Regions from separate parts of the Ovis aries genome. Here region 2 is linked to region 1. The links are chromatin contacts, called in public Hi-C maps. All regions are on one chromosome and are shown on one strand. The core of a region is the stretch at or near the end of the contact, and the rest is flanking DNA. Distances in the headings are between cores, read along the strand shown. Region 1 overlaps ADGRG1 (adhesion G protein-coupled receptor G1). Region 2 has its middle 25 kb from the start of KIFC3.

Region 1 (2,700 bases), core at 199-2,698:
GAATGAGGTTCCCATCACCAGAGGGATACAAGTGAGGCTGCATTTGTGAAATGCCATGATTCCAACAGACAGGGGTCAATGGCATGCTCTGACATTCCTGGTCATCCCCACTCTACCCTGGCTGCTTGAACAGCCACTCCAGGGTGAACAACTCTAGCCTTATAGAGTTTCTTGGAATTTGAGGGGGAGGGACTGCCTGGTTTCCTTTAACCCATCCTTAGTAGAGTAGACTCTGGAGCCAGACTGGGTTTAAATATCAATTCCTCTACTCAATGTCCATGTGTCTCTGGACTAGTTACTCACCTTCTCTGGGCCTCACTTTTGTCATCTGTAAATAGGTATAAAAATCAAGACTATTTCAAAGGTCATTGTGAGAACTGAATGAATTGGTATCTATAGAGGATTTAGAGCAGGAATATGCACAAGGCAGGTGCCATAGGTGTTGGCTCAGTACCTCTGTATCCTTCCTGACCAGCTCACGCCTGCCCCTCACCCAGCCCCCTGGGCCCGTCACAGGTCCCTACTCCTACATCTTCCCTCTCACCCTCCACGTCACCCCCTCGTGGGCCCCAGCTCAACTTCCAAAGCACCTCAACAGGAAATTCTTCGAGCATGAAATTTCCTTTCTGGGAAGACTGAAACCCCACCCAGAAAACTTCCCACCTCACAGCACGGACATGAGCCGGTCCCCAGAAGCCTCTGAGGGAAAGGAGGGCTGGACGGGGGCACCATCTACACTCTCATGAGATCCTCAGAGCCACCCTGTGAGGCCGGTCCTGCTGTTTTGCCATTTTACAGATCAGAAAACTGAGACTAGGGCAGTGGATGTTGTAAGCTTCCCCACCGGTGGAGCTAAGACACGGACCTCAGTGTCATTCTAGAGAACTCCTTGGAGAGCTGGAGCCAATAGTTTCTAGAGATTCTTGCTCCTCTGGTTTGGGGAGACCCCCAAACAAAAGGAGAGAGAAATGGTGGGTGGGTGGCAGCCAAGACCACAGGCTGTGCAGATAACTCCAGCCTGGGAGAGAGAATTTAGGGGGCCGAGTCTCCAGTAGAGGCCCCTCCCCCACCAGCCCCTTCTAGAGCAGCTGCCCTTGACCTCAGGCCTTCCGTAAACACACGCAGAGAACAAAACAATCTGGCCCAGTTTGACACAATGAGGGCCACCATCACAGAGTCCCCAAGGATCAAGGCAGAGCGGAGGGGCCAGGGCTCATCTAAGCTAAGACTCCCGGCTGCCCATCCCTCGGGCTGGCTGGGCCCAGGAGGAGATGCCCCGGCTCCAGTGCAGGCCCAGCCCTGCCCATCCTCACGGTGGGGGAGAGGGTAATGGGCAGGGGACTCATGGCTCACTTTCTCCCCTGAGGCCTGACTCACTTCCTCTGCCATCCGTTTAGAGCCACGGGTCACTGCTGGCCCAGTCCAGGCCCCTGGAAAACCCATTTCCTCAGAGGACAGAGGTGGAAGTTGAGTGGACAGGACCTTGGTGGCTCTGGGGTTAACCCTTCCCAGGCAGGCGCCTCCCCAGGAAGATGACCTAGGCCCCCAGGCATTCTCCTGCCAGTAACACACGCGTGGACCGCAGGCTTATCCATCCCCCGACTAGCCTCTCTGTCTGGATCGCTTCCCTCTTTCCATGACCCAACTCATCTTTCTAAACTCAGTGAAGACACGCCCTCCCCTTGAAGCTTTCCCTAACTGCCATCAGAATTAACTTCTGTGTTCTGATGTGGTGGGGTAGGGGGCAGTCCACAGCCTATGCTCAACCCTATATGCCCACCTTTGCCACGAGGAGTTCACATCAGAGGTGCCCAAACCCACGATGGGTCAGAAACACCCCAGGAAGTTCACTGAAATGCATTATCACAGATCCTCCACACTGACATTCAGCATCTCTGAAAATAGCACAAAAGATTTTTTTCTTCATTCAGCAAATCAGAAGTAGCGGGGAATTTTTACCCAGTAGCTGCTATGAGCTTGATGGGTTTTTTTCCCAATTTTTTTTTCCTTTTTTTTTTTTTTTTTTTTGCCAGGAGAGCAGTAACATTAGGATGAAAACACGTGCACACATACATGCAGGGTACTGTCAGGGATGCATAAACGTTTTGTGATGGAATATATGTGAGGGGCTTAGCGGTAAAGAACCCACCTGCCATGCAGAAGATGGGGCAGGAGCCTCGGGTTGGATCCCTGAGTTGGGAAGATTCCCTGGAGAAGGAAATGGCAGCCCACCCTAGTATTCTTCCCTGGGAAATCCCAGGGACAGAGGAGCTTGGTGGGCTACAGTCCGTGGGGTCACAAAAGAGCTGCACTGAGTGACTAAACAATAACGGCGTGTGAGGGGCAGAGGCTCCAGGTCTGGTGTGGGGCTTGGGAGTCCAGCCTGACCAGGCAGCCCGTTGACCAACACTCTGCGGGCATAGAACCACTGGCTTACAAGGCTGGGATGCCACCAGGAGCCCTGTCTTACAGAGTCAGAGGTGGGTGGGGCCGGCCCCAGATCACTTGGGTGGTAAATGGTTCGCTCTGGACGGGAGCCAGGGCAGCTTGCCTCCCCCGTGGTGTCTCGTCTCCACCTCAGTGGTGGTGAGGATGAATCACAGTCCTGGGTGGCTCACCTAGCATTTATCAGGGTGCCTGGGACCTTTAAGCACAGCTGGGAGCAGGGGTGTGTGTGTGGGGAGGGGGGCCCCTGCCCCA
Region 2 (2,700 bases), core at 120-2,619, 180 kb before region 1:
CTGAATTCCATGGAGGATACTATATTAAATGATTTGGAGGCAAATTTGTAAAACAAACAAACAAACAACTAGGAAACAACCCACTAGGAAAGAAAGTGGCCAGAGCCGCAAAAGTTTGTACCAAAAAGTAACCCTTGGCATTCCATCAGAATCTAAATTTACTTAAAATAGACTGAGGATGTTGTTGTCAGTGCTAAGTCATGTTTAATTCTTTGCAACCTCATGGACTGCAGGACACCAGGCTCTCCTGTCCTTCACCATCTCCTGGAATTTGCTCAGAATTATGTCCGTTAAGTCAGTGATGCCATCCAACCATCTCATCCTCTGCCACCCTTTTCTTCTTCTGCCTTCAATCTTTCCCATCATCAAGGTCTTCTCCAATGAGTGGGCTCTTTGCATCATGTGGCCAAAGTATTGGAGCTTCAGCTTCAGCATCAGTCCTTCCAATGAATATTCAGGGCTGATTTCCTTTATGATTGACTGGTTTGATTTTCTTACAGTCCAAGGGACTCTCAAGAGTCTTCTCCAGCACCACATTTCAATACTATGTTAAATGACTGGGCAAATTTGAAAACAAAACAGCACTCACCAGGAAAGAAAGCGGCCAGGAAGGAGTAAGAGCCATGAGTTTGTACTAAAAGTAATACTTTGTATTCTATCAGAATCTAAATGTACTTAAAAGGATAGGGCTCAGGATGTAGGGAGATCCTTTTTAATATTACTCCATTGGATCACTACATGATGACTGTGAAAAAGAAATTTTTGAAGACTAAAAAAGGAGATTAGAAACTTTGCATGATTCATATTTGAATTATTCATTTCAGTCTAGGGTAGTTCTTCCAGATATGAGTAATAGCCCTGAAAACAAGAAACTGAAACAAATAATAATGCTTGTTGAATCAGCATTTCTCAGACATGGTTAGAAGGAAGTCTAAGGGCAACCCCCCCAACAACACACACCTTTAATGGCAGAACCCTAACAATATCTGCATGAGATTGCCAATACGAAAAAAAAAAGGGTGGTATTTCTCTTAATTCGCCGGCTAATGATAGGATGTTGAATGACACAACTAACAAACCACCCAAAGCTATGCATTGCTTGGGGATTTGGAGCTGTTCTACTCAGCGATTTCTTATTACTAGTGAAGAACACTAAACAAAAGAGGCGATTTACTCTTTTGGAAAAAGAGAACAAAATAAGGAAGTGGTCAGCTATAGAAAATATCTGTGCTTCTTTCATGTTTTGCTTCATCCCAAACTTTGGTTTCGGCTGAAAGCTTCCTTAATTCTCTTTTTATCCCATGTATTAGTAAGCTGCATATTTCCAGGATCTTCAATGGGCTTTCTTATACTGTGCTCAGCTGAGTGTCTTATTACTCATACTTAGCACACAGCTGCTGACCTCAGTGCCATTCGAACGCTTGTGCCCCTTGCGTTGCCAAGGGTTCTTTCTTGGGTGTTTGGCCTTTGGTCTTACTGTTGCTTAGATGTGGCGTGTGTGCGTTCCCGGGTGTCCCTGCCTCATCTTAGCCTTCTTGTCCTTGTGTGCCTGCCAGCCCTGGGAATGCCAGCCTCTGCTTCCTTTACCCTGGATGTTGTGTCCAGCCATCTGGGCTCCAGGTTTATGCTCCTCTTCTTTTTTTAAAGTTAATTAATTAATTTGGCCGTGTTGGGGCTCGGTTGCAGCACACGGGAGGAATCTGTTGCATCGTGCCGGATCGTTTGTTGCGATGGGAGGATTCTAGTTGTAGACCGTGGGCTTAGTTGCTCCTTGGCATGTGGGATCTTAGTTTCCTGACCAGGAATCAAACCTGCATCCCCTACATTGCAAGGCATATTCTTAACCACTAGACCACCAGGGAAGTCCTCCTTTCTTATTATTAGAAAACGTTTTAGGGTTTTATGGCTACAGAAATGATATGTGCATGAACCTATACTCCGGTCCTTGTTTTCTTTGAGGCCTGCATTTTATAGATATTCCCTCCACCCCCAGGCATTGAAAGTAGTTTTTCATTTTCCTACTTGCAGTTGAACCTCAGCATGGCATTCTGTCCTTTCCTTTTTTCATTCACATCATGAAATACATTTTTTGAGGTAGTCCATTGGCTTATAACTTTGGGGCCACTTGTCTTGGTAATCCTCTTGATATCTATCCTACCCCCCAAATTATGTAATTTTTCAGGAATGTTGTCTACCTAGAAGCTTGGTGTAGCCCATAATTCTGCTTGTTTATAATCTGAGAGTTCTGATTCTTCCCCTGAAATGGAATCTGACAACATAAAAGCACAAGCAAAATGGGCTAAGCATACAGCCTTCACTTTTAACTGAGTCTGTGCCTTTGCTTTACTTTATCGACAAAGGTCTGAACAGTCAAGGCTATGGTTTTTCCAGTAGTCAGTATGGATGTGACAGTTGGACTATAAAGAAAGCTGAGCGCCGAAGAACTGATGCTTTTAAACTGTGGTGTTGGAGAAGATTCTTGAGAGTCCCTTGGACAGCAAGGAGATCAAACCAATCAATCCTAAAGGAAATCAGTCCTGAATATTCATTGGAAGGACTGATGCTGAAGCTGAAGCTTCAATACTTTGGCCATCTGATGCGAAGTACTGACTCATTGGAAAAGACCCTCATGCTGGGAAAGATTGAAGGCAGGAGAAGGGGACAACAGAGGATGAGATGGTTGGATGGCATCACCAACTC

What was found. A called contact is a pair of places that touch in the nucleus more often than the background predicts.
Region 2: a Hi-C map of liver shows a contact between it and region 1, with 2.9 times the contacts expected there. The contact joins two enhancer-like sites. A contact is called at or near these places in 2 of 16 Hi-C or Micro-C datasets (liver and mixed tissues).

What each region holds. Positions count from the first base shown.
Region 1 is chr14:25,215,524-25,218,223 of ARS-UI_Ramb_v3.0, reverse strand. The region is part of intron 1 of ADGRG1 (adhesion G protein-coupled receptor G1); the gene reads right to left. Among named protein-coding and RNA genes, the nearest start is that of TRNAG-CCC, 19 kb to the left of the region's middle. Within about 2 kb of position 1,448, at least 9 of the 54 cell types and tissues checked have an H3K27ac peak or open chromatin away from gene starts, as enhancers often do.
Region 2 is chr14:25,392,925-25,395,624 of ARS-UI_Ramb_v3.0, reverse strand. No RefSeq gene overlaps it. Among named protein-coding and RNA genes, the nearest start is that of KIFC3, 25 kb to the right of the region's middle. Within about 2 kb of position 1,369, at least 4 of the 54 cell types and tissues checked have an H3K27ac peak or open chromatin away from gene starts, as enhancers often do.